Linked DNA regions of Mus musculus: regions 1, 2 and 3 are each linked to region 4. A link is a contact called in public Hi-C data. All regions are on one chromosome and are shown on one strand. The core of a region is the stretch at or near the end of the contact, and the rest is flanking DNA. Distances in the headings are between cores, read along the strand shown. Region 1 overlaps Syt1 (synaptotagmin I). Region 2 overlaps Syt1 (synaptotagmin I). Region 3 has its middle 130 kb from the start of Syt1. Region 4 holds the start of Syt1 (synaptotagmin I).

What was found. A called contact is a pair of places that touch in the nucleus more often than the background predicts.
Region 1: a contact with region 4 is called in a Hi-C map of the N1E-115 cell line, with 4 times the contacts expected there. The contact joins the enhancer-like site here to the promoter of Syt1 in region 4. A contact is called at or near these places in 4 of 39 promoter capture datasets (the 3T3-L1 cell line, 3T3-L1-derived adipocytes and hippocampal neurons), 4 of 484 Hi-C or Micro-C datasets (the N1E-115 cell line, nephron progenitors, olfactory sensory neurons and 1 more) and 2 of 9 other capture datasets (liver and pancreatic islet).
Region 2: a Hi-C map of the N1E-115 cell line shows a contact between it and region 4, with 3 times the contacts expected there. The contact joins the enhancer-like site here to the promoter of Syt1 in region 4. A contact is called at or near these places in 5 of 39 promoter capture datasets (the 3T3-L1 cell line, 3T3-L1-derived adipocytes, the SN4741 cell line and 1 more), 4 of 484 Hi-C or Micro-C datasets (the AtT-20 cell line, the N1E-115 cell line, nephron progenitors and 1 more) and 3 of 9 other capture datasets (adipose tissue, liver and pancreatic islet).
Region 3: a Hi-C map of the N1E-115 cell line shows a contact between it and region 4, with 10 times the contacts expected there. The contact joins the enhancer-like site here to the promoter of Syt1 in region 4. A contact is called at or near these places in 5 of 39 promoter capture datasets (the 3T3-L1 cell line, 3T3-L1-derived adipocytes, the C10 cell line and 1 more), 1 of 15 datasets of contacts at CTCF or cohesin (pro-B cells), 11 of 484 Hi-C or Micro-C datasets (the MNK3 cell line, the N1E-115 cell line, brain and 6 more) and 1 of 115 datasets of contacts at active chromatin or transcription factors (neural progenitor cells).

Annotation. Positions count from the first base shown.
Region 1 is chr10:108,883,728-108,886,917 of GRCm38.p6, reverse strand. The region is part of intron 2 of Syt1 (synaptotagmin I); the gene reads left to right. Among named protein-coding and RNA genes, the nearest start is that of Syt1, 130 kb to the left of the region's middle. Within about 2 kb of position 1,822, at least 5 of the 459 cell types and tissues checked have an H3K27ac peak or open chromatin away from gene starts, as enhancers often do. A contact at or near this core is called in the N1E-115 cell line, where this site is marked.
Region 2 is chr10:108,928,470-108,931,442 of GRCm38.p6, reverse strand. All of the region lies in intron 1 of Syt1 (synaptotagmin I), which reads left to right. Among named protein-coding and RNA genes, the nearest start is that of Syt1, 81 kb to the left of the region's middle. Within about 2 kb of position 1,647, at least 21 of the 459 cell types and tissues checked have an H3K27ac peak or open chromatin away from gene starts, as enhancers often do. A contact at or near this core is called in the AtT-20 cell line, the N1E-115 cell line and rod photoreceptor, where this site is marked.
Region 3 is chr10:109,135,758-109,138,908 of GRCm38.p6, reverse strand. No RefSeq gene overlaps it. Among named protein-coding and RNA genes, the nearest start is that of Syt1, 130 kb to the right of the region's middle. Within about 2 kb of position 1,583, at least 52 of the 459 cell types and tissues checked have an H3K27ac peak or open chromatin away from gene starts, as enhancers often do. A contact at or near this core is called in the MNK3 cell line, the N1E-115 cell line, cerebral cortex and 3 more, where this site is marked.
Region 4 is chr10:109,009,231-109,012,381 of GRCm38.p6, reverse strand. It overlaps Syt1 (synaptotagmin I), which reads left to right and starts at 1,407. Exons shown (of 11, transcript NM_009306.3): 1 at 1,407-1,806.

The sequences.
Region 1 (3,190 bases), core at 573-3,072, 130 kb after region 4:
AGTAGTAGGATTTCTTATTCATCTGGTAGACCCATTTTTAGTTTTCTTCAGAAGCAACCATATTGTAAAAATTTTTACAAGTTATCTTTGGTCACCCCTCCAGATGCAGTGGGACCTGGGAGAATGGAACAGAATCTAAAGTCTGGTACAATAGCCAGCTTTATTCAGAACCTCAGACAATTTATACTCTTAGGACAAAGAAAGGTCACATGAATAAAACTCTCATAAGTTCAAGCTGTATTCAATCACAAGGACAAGTTACTCATGGCAAAATCACTTTTTTGTTTTGTTTTGTTTGTTTTTTCATAGAGGCATAAAAGGAGAGTTTAAACATTTAGTTGAATAATAGTAGCAAGCAATAATGAATAATCTGAAGTAAAAGCACTCCTATCCGCACCTGGGAGAAGCACAAAAACACATTCCAGGAACAATTCTTTGTTTAGAAGAAACTGAGGGCACAGGACTCATGTCTTGTTTCCTCGGAGAGTTCTCACCAGCGGTGAGAATTCTCCTCAAACAACTCCATTTTTGGACCATGTCCAAAAATGTTTGCCTGAAAAAATATAATCTTTCAGAAAACTATCAATGGATCTTTTAATGTCTTCCTCTCCAGAGCTCCATCAATACCCTTCCATGATCTATTCCTCATAAAAGGGGAGAGGAAGAAAGTAAGACATGCATGGCCTGTTTCTTGGAACCGAGGTCTCCCATCCAAACAACTCAGGATGAATAGGCACTTAGTCTACAACAGGATCCATGCCCTATAGATGGCTTTTGAAATCAAGAAAGGTTGCCATCCTAAACAAAAACAAAAAACCTGACGCTCATAAGAGATTCATCATCTCTGTGGTAGAACCATAAAAACTCTAAAATTTTCAAAATAAAAATTCCCTAAACCCTACAAATTACACAACCTAAACTTTGACCCAAAGGCTTTTGATTAGATAGCTATCTGATCATCTAGTACAGTTGCTAGTTGATAGGCACTGAACTGGATATTATAATGGCCCAAGTGTGGTCAGGACCTTTGGGTGTTAAGCAGCCCTGGATAGGCTATGGATAGGATGTGAGGTGAGAAGAGGTGAAATTCAAGCATAAAGTAGCCAGGGAAAATAAAGCACAGAGAGAAAACATTCTTGAGGAGGGGAAAAGAAAAGCAGTTTAGCTATAGATATAACTGATCTGGAACTACACCAGAGTGATAATGAAATCAAAGTGTGTACAGGGAGGGACCCGTGGCTCCAGATACACATGTAGCAGAGATGCCTTGTCTGACATCAATGGGAGGGGAGGCTCTTGATCTTGTGGAGGCTTGATGCCCCAATGTAGGGGGATGCTGAATTAGTGGGGCAGGAGAGGGCGGGTGGGGGGAGCACCTTCATAGAGGCAAAGCGGAGGAGGGAAAGGGCAGATGTGGGATGGGGGAATGGGGGGGCTTGTGGAGGGGTAACCAGGAAGGGGGAAATCATCTGAGAAGTAAACAAGTGGAATGATTACTAGAAAGAAAGAAAGGAAGAAAGAAAGAAAGGAGGGAGGGAGGGAGGGAGGGAGGAAGGAAGGAAGGAAGGAAGGAAGGAAGGAAGGAAGGAAGGAAGGAAGGAAGGAAGGAAGGGGAAGGGAAGGGAAGGGTAGGAAGGAAGGAAGGAAGGAAGGAAGGAAGGAAGGAAGGAAGGAAGGAAGGAAGGAAGGAAGGAAGGAAGGAATGAAGGAAAGGGAAGGGAAGGAAGGAAGGAAGAAAAGAAAGAAAGGAAGAAGAAATCACCAAGGAACCAAGAATATATCTACCTGAGCTAGGGCAGAGGAATCCCAAATAGGAAACAGCAGGGGGAATAGAGGAGTTTAGAAAGTCCACAGGACAATTCACTCCGGAAAAGTAGACTTCCAGGCTTAAGCAGCAGTAGCAACAGGATTCCTGGACATTAGGCTAACTCAGGTTCCTGATCTGATAGCAATGGGTTGGGGACCTATCGCTGAGTGGACTAAAATAGTCATTAATTGAGTGTAATGGCCAACGTACCAGGGACTGAGCCAGAAATAAGTCAAAAGACAGAAGTCCTATTCTCCAAAACATCAGAAGCTCTGAGGAGGAAATGGGTAAATTAACACTGTCAGAAGGCTTGGGTCTCAACAGTCTGTCACTGCACCCTCCCCTGCCCCTGATTTTTAAAGCTGTAACACAAGCCAACCATTGTCCCACTTACCCTCCCTCCCCTACAGTCACTTTGTTCTGTTCCAGAGCAGGCAATGTGACTTGCTATCTGCATGTATTTTCAAGTACAATTTTTTTATCTGTGTCTGTCATAGCTCCCTGTATTATGAGAAGCCCCAAATTTAGATTCTTTCTTAAATTTAATTATCTGGTACTTTGCTACAACAGCCTGTCTCCCATCAACATCTCCGATTTCATTTTATCCACACATCCCTTATGCGTGTCTCCTTCATATTGATAACGGCGGCTGGTGTTAGGGCTTATCTCCCTTTGGTACTGAAAATACAATCAAGAGGGAAAACACAAAGTAACCAATTATCCAAGCATCCATCCACTTTCTTTATCAAATTGATATTGGGGGGAGTCATGGGATATGGCATGTGTGGCGCAGCGTCAGCTCAGTGGGATCAAGGAGAAAAGCCTGTGTCAGGGGACTGCAATGCAAAACTGAATAGAAATGAGTACAGGACAGGAGTCAGAAAGGATAAATGGTCTAATGAGAGACTCTGTTCTACTTTGACGGCACTGTATGTGACTCGTTTATCCTATTATTCTCTGTAAGCTTCAGAACAACAGTGCTTTCATTCCCAACTTAAACATAGCAAAAAATTTAGATAATTGGGGGGGGGTATTTTATTCTTCACTTTGATTTCACTCTATTAGTGTTTTTCAATTTAATGTTATCATAACCAATCATCAAAATTAAAGGAATGCTTAAGAAAATAAGCATTTTCCTTTGAGAAGACAATGTACGGAAACTCAACCTTATAGCAAATTCAAATCTTTTATATTCAGGTTGCTAGTGTCCTTCCTTCCTCCCTCCCTTCCTCCCTCCCTCCTTCCCTCTTCCCTCCCTCCCTCCCTCCCTCCCTCCCTCCCTCCTTTCCTTCTTTCTAACCAGACAAAGTGGTAACAAAGTGTCATGAGTCTTTGGCCCATGGCCAATGCCAAAAGCATTATAATTAATTGAAAACTTTAAAA
Region 2 (2,973 bases), core at 398-2,897, 81 kb after region 4:
TGAAACCTAGACTCTTACAGGAGTTAACTTTTTGCTTGGTTCATTCATCAAATTATTTCACGATCAAGCTTTAAGTTAAACTTTTACAACATATAATTTTTGCTTTATGGTACAAAGTTATCATCTCCTCTAATTATTTGAATGTCGCTCTGTTATGGGACCGATCACTTCATTCACTTAATTTTTAAACAAAACGTATGAGATAGTTATTAATTACTGAACTCTGGGAAACAAATGCAGGTGAGACATAAAGATGATATGTTCAGGTAGTGGATACCAGTTTAGGAAGCAAGAAACATACATGAGGCAAATACCTGATACAAATCCAGATGTGAGAGGAAATGATATTATTATGTGGCATTCTAACATAAAAGTCAAGGAGTGGCTGATTGTTGGCTTAGAGGGTCTGAGCATTGGCTACACAAGGATAAGGACCTGAGATTGGAACCCCAGTGAATTGGCCACAGGCTTGTCTATAATTCCTGTGATGTGGAAAAAAGGGTAGTTGAGCCTTGTGGGATGCCAATCTCATTCCAGGTACATTAAGAGACCCTGTCTCAAATAAGGCAGAGGGGGATATAGCAGAACAGCCTGTAGCCTGTGACCTCATTCCTGTGCATGGATGGGCACACTCACCTACACCCAAGTCAAATTATAAGTGGTTTTATTTACATTTCCAGAACAATGACTTGAGATATCATAATGTAAAAGTTCCAGAGGGGATCTGCTAGTACTAAGTGCATCATGTCCTATGTGATGTTCCTCTGTAGCTGTATAAATAATGCCTGCTTAACATAGAATTAGGACAGTTAATAACCACTATGTGTCAGGGCAGAGACTTTGATCTTTGGCCCACCATTGAGCACTGTAGTAAATAAAAGAAAGATGAATGACCTGATATTTGTGTTCCCCTTGAGTGACTGTTTTGCTGTTGTGTGGCTGCAGCTGACACGCTGCACCCGTGACTTGGCTAAAGGATGGCTTGCTGGAGCATGTGTCATCTCAGATGTCTCTGGTGTCCTCCCTTCTGCCTGCTCTAATGACCACACTCAGCAAGCACTGGCTTTGGAAGGAGACTCCACTAATTAGTTTAGTCGAAAGAGCATCTGGTAACTGGTTGGTGGGATAAACAGGAAAGACTCCCGAAGTGAAGGGTAGGAAAATGAATTATCCATGCTATGAAGACCAAAATAAAATCACCAGTATATAACCCTAAGCCATGAGTCCCATCGTTGAATTAGCTGCCTCTTACCCATGCTCAAAATCCTACCTAAAATGCAAACAATGAGACTTACTGAGCCCATGGGACTTCAGTTAGACATCAGCTTTGTAATGTAATAAAACTTATCATTCATGAGTCTGTCTGCTTTTTTGACAAACAAAACAAAATAAAACTGAGAACAATTTGATCTGTCCTGTTCCTGCAGACACCGATGCAGGTGGTTTGAAAACAAAGCATTTAATCAGGCAGGGTTTTTCTCAAACTACCTGATGATTCATCATCCAGCCCTGCTTGCTGCCAGTCGGGCGTCTCCCCGCTATTATTTATAGAATATTTAAAGAGCCTGGCCCACATGTGCCTCTGTCATGGGTTCTATTGTACTATAAATTACAGCTCCAATTTGCTTCAAATTCAGCATTTGTTGTCAGGGTGCCGTGACTCATCCTCTGTTCAGATGAACACTGTACAGTGGGCTATACCGAAGATCACAGTTGTCACTGTTAACTTATTGGCCACTCTAGAATATTCCTAGACAGCCTTTTTGTAATGTTTCAACACAATAAAGTCACTCTATTTCTACAGCCCAGATATATTCTACTTTTTCTCTCCCCACAGAGCAAGAATAAATCAATAGCTTAATGTACACTGTAGCTTCTGGTCTCCTACAATGGCCATTGCTGAACAAGGATGTTCCAGATGTCCTTCTCTTTCTCTGACATGAAAAGAGATTTGGGGGTTTGGTGGTATTTCCTGCATAGAGCATTGAAATTATATTCTGTATCCTGGGCTGGTTTACTGTTGTTTTGATTATTTGATTTTGTTTTTGTTTTCTTTTTTTTAAATCTTTGTTTTCTTAAATTGATTTTGTTTGCCTTTGTCTAGTGTGTGTGTGTGTGTGTGTGTGTGTGTGTGTCTATCTTTCATGTGTGTATAGCAGTAGCTTGGTGTACAGATGGACCCGTGTGCCTGGGATGCAGACATCCAAGGTTAAAGTCAAGAATCATCTTACTTTCAGAATTTCACCTCCCCCTTCTGAGGTCAGAGATACTGAGAAGTCACCATGCCTACCTAGTTTTAATGTGGATTCTGGGGTTCTAAACCCTGGGCTTTATGCCTAAGATGAGCTGGGGAGATGGGTCATTTGTTAAAACACCTTAATCAATGAGGCATTTCCATGCCCATCTTAAACTGTTTATGAGGCAAGTATAATGGGGATTACAGAAAGAAATAAAAAGGACCTTTAAAAGACAAGAATGGAAATTTCACTTCTATGTTCAGCATCTAATGATTATAATTAAATAAATGATTAGTTTATTTCACACCTGGAAACAAAGTATTCTGTTTTCTTCACCACTGTATCATCAGCCTTTTCAGATACACACAAACACACACACACACACACACACACACACACACACACACATATATAAAATATTGGTAGTGGAGTTCATGTATAAATGGATACAGACAGCTGCTGGGGAGGCTGTGTGTATACCTTCCTGACTCTGTCTTCTCATGACTGTTCCTCTTTAGCACAGCATGGTGAGGATGCTCTGTTACCCATGGTTCTCCTTGCTTATAGCCTGAAGGGATGGTTAGATGCAATTGGTTTCTCTCTCTATTTCCACAACAATGTATTATTTCTAGAGCCTGGGGATATGTATACAGAGAGCCTGACCTATGTTGCAGGATAGTATCATCGTCATCAAATGCTAAAACAGTAGCCCGTGTGAACAGAGTTGTCATCATTT
Region 3 (3,151 bases), core at 334-2,833, 130 kb before region 4:
ATAGCCTTCAGAAATAGAATAATTTAATTCTACAAAGGTTCCAGTCTGCTTAGCTTCCTTCTTTTCCAAAGTAAAGAGGTGAAGTCAGTCCAAAATGCCTTCACGTTCTCATTTCCAGTTTATAATAAACTTATTTGCACAAAATGTTGCTCTTTCCCCTTAAGCCTTTTTATTAGTTAGACATCATTTTTATAGCTGCTGATGCAAATAGCAAGGAATATTGAATGAACTACATTAAACACAGTGAATGTTTGATGAGATTTTTCTCTTGTGCTCCTCTCTACAGACATTAATGTTCCACTAGAGTTATGGAGTGATTTGTTTAAAAAAAAAAAAAGGAATAATATGGCTGAATTAGATCCTAGACATTTTACATAAATAATCTTCCTAATTTATTGTTTTTAAAATATAATATGCACATGCTTTATTTTATCAGTTAAAAATGAAAAAACTCTAAAGCACAAAGAAAAAAATTATGCCAAAAATTGTATAGACAATTTCTAAAGTAAAATTCAAGAATTCCTGTAGCCATACTTCCCTTGTTAGTTTTCTACCAAACAGTCTGGGAGAATTTAAATAGATACCTTCTAAATATCGTGAGAAAGGGGGATGATAGAAACTTTTATATGAGGAGTCAGAAGCACTGGTCAAGTCATGTAGAAGAAAAATGTGATGTAGGGAACTGTTGGTGTTAGGGGCAAGATGAAAGTTGTAGGGATGGAGAAAGGGAGGGAGAGAGTGTGAGAGATAAAGGAAGAAGAGAGAAGAGTTGGAGAAGGAAAGAAAGAGGGAGGAGGAAGGGAAGGAGGGAGGGAGGTGATAAAGGATAAAGGAAGGAGAGATGGAGAAGGGAAGAGAGAGGGAAGGAGGGAGAGGGGGAAGGAGGGAAGGAGGGAGGGAGGGAGGGGTGAAGGATAAAGGAGGACGAGATGGAGAATGGAAGGGAGAGGGAAGGAGGGAGGGAGGGAAGGAGGGAAGAATAAGGGAGGAAGAGATGGAGAAGGGAAGATAGAGAGGGAGGGGTGAAGGATAAAGGAGGAAGAGATGGAGAAGGGGAGGGAGAGGAAGGAAGGGAGGGAGGGTGAGAGGTCCCTGTGTGGGGACTGAAGCTGGATTCAGAGTAACCAGGGAACCAAGAAAGTGAAGAGGGAAGAAAGCATATTTGGGAGCTGCTCAAGATCTACAGAGAGCAAAGCTATCTAACAAAGGAAGACTTGTAAAATGAACTTCAGAAAGTCCCTTTTTACTGTGTTTTAAAAGCTGAAACGGTACTTTGATTTTTCTAAGTTGCAACTTCCTTTAATGCACTTTACTTTGAGTCTGGGCTTTGTGGGCTCTTAATTTATGTTATAATGAAAGATCTGTGTGGTTGCTAAAATGAAGGTTCCATTCTAGCAGTTCCTGCATAAGTCCTCCTGTCTTCCTGACTCTTTTCTGTTTACAACATAACAAGGCCATAGAAAAATATAAAATGCTACCTTAGATTCCATCCAGATGTCAACAGTTCTGCACCATAGGCAGTGAGGCAAATATTGAATGACCACTCAGCATTGCAGCTAAAGGGAAGAATCCAGAATCTCACACTGAGTTAAGCAATGCCATTTAGGCAACTGAAAGTGAAAGTAAGAATGTCAGCTCCTCTGGACTACTTGGATGCATCCACGTCTGAAACACAGGTTTCTCTCCTTCCCTTAACACCACCTTCAGACATCTATCCCTGCAGAGTTACTCCTATTTCTAAATTTTCAGATGCTTATCATTTATTAATTTTTTAAAATAAAAATCCCTTCACTTTGCTCATCTATCCCCTTAATGGACACCTGCTTTGAACTAACTTGCCTCATATACTCTTACCCTACTCCCATGCTGCAGGACAAGGTGGTAATGTCCTGTGTTTACCTACAGAATATAAAAATGACAACAGATCTTTGAGTCTCTCCCTACCACCAGACTACCTCCTACATTACCTCAGGGAAACTGTCAGTGCCTCAGCTGAGGAAGCTGTGTCCTATTTTAAAGCTAGAATTATAAAATAGCTATGAAGAGCTTCCTTCTCTTCAAATCAAACTGTCTCCCTGGACTGGAGTCTGAAATTCGAACAGAGGTATGCAGTTGAAAAGCAAAATGTAGACAGTTAAATGTCCTCATCAAATTAAGAACTACATGATGATGAGAAATATTTGGGTCAGATATATTCTTGCTGTTGAATGATCTCGTTCATTGTGTCAAAGAGCAAATTGTATAATCTCCCTCCTCCCCATCTTTGGAAGCTACCACAGGGTACTAGTAAGTCAACTCTTATATAACACACATACACACACACACACAGAGCGAGAGAGGGAGAGAGAGAGAGAGAGAGAGAGAGAGAGAGAAGAGAGAGAGAGAGAGAGAGAAGAGAGAGAGAGGGAGAGAATGTCAATAAATTAACAGTCATGAAAAAGCTGCATAGTTAGCAGAAGATGGCCTAGTCAGCCATCACTGGGAAGAGAGGCCCCTTGTTATTGCAAACTTTATATGCCCCAGTACAGAGGAATGCCAGGGCCAAGAAGCAGGAGTGGGTGGGTAGGGGAACAGGGCAGGGGGGAAGGTATAGGGAACGTTCAGGATAGCATTTGAAATGAATATAAAGAAAATATCTAATAAAAAGAAAGAAATATATAAGCTATGGAAATCCACTTCCCCTTTTTATTGAAAATATTTTTTTCTCATATACTATGTGCTCATTCGTTTCTCCTCCCTCTACCCCTCCTAATTTCTTCTACTCCCTTCACCTCTACTCCCTTTCTGTCTCTCATTATAAAAGAACAGGCTTATTAGACATGACAACAAAACATAACAAAATAAAGTATAATAAGACAAAAGTCATTTTTTCTTTTCTTTTATTGATATTTTATTTATTTACATTTTAAATGTTATCTCCTTTCCTGATTTCCCCTGGAAGCCCCCTCATACCATTCCCCCTCCCCCTGCTTCTATGAAGGTGTTCCTCCACCCACTCACCCATTCCAGCCTTCCTGCCCTGGCATTCCCCTACACTGGGGCATCAAGCCTTCACAGGACCAAGGGCCTCTCCTCCCATTGGTGCCCAACAAGGCAATCCTATGCTACATATGTGGTTAATACAACCAATATTAATTGCTCATTGAAAAAT
Region 4 (3,151 bases), core at 158-2,657:
CAGTTACCTTTGCACACCAGTGTTAATGAAACTCCAGTTCAAAGTGGATGAGTTTGGGGAATTGCGATCGCTATTTATTTCCTTACCTGAGATGCCAGGATCATCCTGTCAGGAAAATAAAGAGCCCAATTAGGGGAGTGCTCATTTGTGGCTATTGATCAACTTTACAAAAACTGCTAAGATTTCCAAGCAAAACAAGAGGTTCTGAGGGCACTGAGCAAGGTCAAGCGAGTGGGAAAGAAAAAAAAAAATCTCTGTTAGTGACAAGAAAGCATTTCACCTGTGGAGTAAAAGGCTCCTGCCCTTGGGAGCTAGACTCCACCCCAGGGCCAGCCAGCCTGCCCTCCCGTCCAAGCCTCTCAGCCTCCCTGTTTGGCATCTCTCGGTATTACCAAGCTATAAATTGCCCAGGAGCTTAGAGACAATCAGGTCACGGCTGCTCTCACGAGGGAAAAGCTTCTTACTTCCGAGCAGAAGGGTTCAGCTAGGAAGAGGAGGGAGAAAGCCCTTTAGTCCCCCACCGTGCGGGCGGGCAAGGGGTGAAGAGAGACGGAGACAGGGGGGGGGGGGGCGAGCACAAGCCCAAGAAGGTGGAAAAAGCGTGCCTAGCAAGGTCGCACTTGACCCAAGTCTCCAAACTTATTGGTCGCTGCATGGAAACTCCCTGGGCGCTCGCTCCATTGCCTAGCAGCTGCAGCTGGGTGGAGCCTCGCTCCTCCGCCCCACCTATGGATGGACCTTGCATACAGCTCTGGTCCACCACACCCTTCCTGGGCGGTCTCTAGACATCTAGCTGCCCTGACATTATCGGAGCCTGGCTTCCCACTCGAGTTCAGACGGAATGATGTGACTGGTCTCCCAAAGCAAGAAGGACCACCTCTATCTCAGTAGTCCTGCTTCCCCACAACTCCGCGGTGTCAAATGGCCAAAGACAAACTTCTGCCTCTCTCGCGTCCCAGCTCCCACCTTTTCAACCTAGAACTCACACATATCGAAACTCCTAGGATGCTGTGTAGATCTGGGCATGCTCAGTATCAAGGCAGGTTTTGATTGAAAGTTAAAAAAAAGCTTTGTATTAGGCTTGCTTCTTATCCAGTGCTTATGGCTTACTGAACAGGTTGAGGGCATTCCCGAGTCTACCCACCGGGTCTAGAAAATTATCTTTTAGTGTTTTCTCTTTGGGATCTGGTCTCCTCTTAGTTCACCCCACCCCCGCCACTCTCCTAAACCCCTCTCCTCAGGTCCCTGTCCGCTGTGGGGATGGAGAGACTCTAACAGTACTGGGCTGGGCTCCGTTGCCTGAGAGGAGCCACCTATTATCAGTGCTCTCTGATTGGCTCTTCTGAGCAGCGTACCTTGGTTGGAACCAATCAAGAGCCGGGGCCGGGAGATGATGGGCGGCCGCCTCCTCACTGGAGGGATTCCTGGAGAAGCTGCAGTGTGGGGATGCTCTGACCGAGTTCAGCCCCCAGTGTCTTTCCTCCTCCTCCTCCTGCAGCGACAGCATCCGCAGTTAGCAGTGGGCAACTTGAGGCTGTAACCGGGGCAAGCCCCCAGGGTCCTGCTCACCCAACAGGGGGCTCAGGTCCCCGAAGGGGTGTGTGCAGGGCGGGGGCGGCCAGCTGGGACCAGCTGGTGGCCCTAGAAAACCTCACCCACACCCACACCCACACACCCCTTTTGTGTTGCAGGCTGCCCCTCTGAGAGCGGAGGCAGCGAGAGAGTACTCGTGTGCCTCGCACCGGTCCGCGGTGAGAGCAGCGGGGACCAAGACTCGCACCATCTCCCGGTCGGTCCTCGCTCCAGGTAAGGCAGCCCCACTGGCAGCGCGGCCACCTCGGTGGTACCTTGGTACCTCTGCGCTTCAATCTGTCGAAGAGACGTAGGTACACTTGATTTGTGGCGATGGGAGACCTAGGGAGGGATCCCCCCGTAAGCCTATTGTGAGAAATGCAAGACCACAAGTGCATCTCCGGGGAAAGCACTTTGCACAGGGCTGGTGATTCAGAACCAGGAGTTGATGTTGGGCATCCCCCATCTTCTTGCTTCTTCCATTCTCTCCTCTGTCCTCCACCCCCCAGCCCCCTCTCTCCTCCCCCTCCTCCTATTCTAAGCCAGTACAGCCCCCCACCCCCAACGGGGGGTGGAGGATTGTCTTTCTTACAGGGAAGAAGGGCAGTGAAGAAGAGAAAAAAGATTTCTTTCTGTTGGAGGGAGGATAGATTGCAACCCCGTGTGAAAATATGAGTCCAGGAAGGGATGAAACCACACAGGGAATTAAACTGAATGAGAGTAGACAAGGAGACCAGCTTCTGCTCTCAGAAAGGAAGTGTCAAATTTGAATCCATCTCCTCCTTGCAAGAGGCTACAAATGGAACAAAAATAACCCAACACTCCAACCCACTTTCAACTGCTTAATTGCTGCTGCTCTCCTGTGCCTGCTATCAGAATCTTCTTGTTTGCATCTGTCCTGTGGGGCTGACAGTTTGGGATAGCACCTCAGGGTCACTGTCTGAACTTTGAGGGCTTGTTGAGTTTGTAAAAATTAAAACTAGATCATCACCCTCCCGAGATTTACCCAGGTAGCCTTTATAGTGGGAGGGTAATAACATGGGAAGTTTCAAAACCTTTCCAAGTGACACCAGAATTATCAGGAGACTTGACTTTTACTTTGATCTTGCTAATCTGGTTAGCCTCTGTGGACTGTGGACGTGTTGATGTCCACTTCCCTAACCTTAACCCTTTGGTGAAACACAGGAAGTTTAACTTTTGTGTTAAAACTGCTTTTGTGCATGAGATTTCATTTTTTTTTATCTTTTTAAAGGCTGCCTCCACATGTCACTGTCTAGATACTAAATTCAAGTCTCAACACACTCTTTTAATATGAAAACACTAAATAGATATAAAATTGATGTTTCTTCAGTTTTCGTGTTCCCTTCAGGAGGTAGATGTAGGTTCAGTTGACAGGATCCTCTTGGACTAGAGGAAAGTTTAGAAAGTAATGGGAGGAAGATAGTCTCACATTTGAAAGATCTTAAGGGGGAAACATTTCTCTTCTCACATCATGTTAAAAAAGAGAGCCATTGAAACAACTTCCATAACTGTCAGAGAAACAGGTCAAGCACATCGCACTTGTTAGACAGAGTCTTGA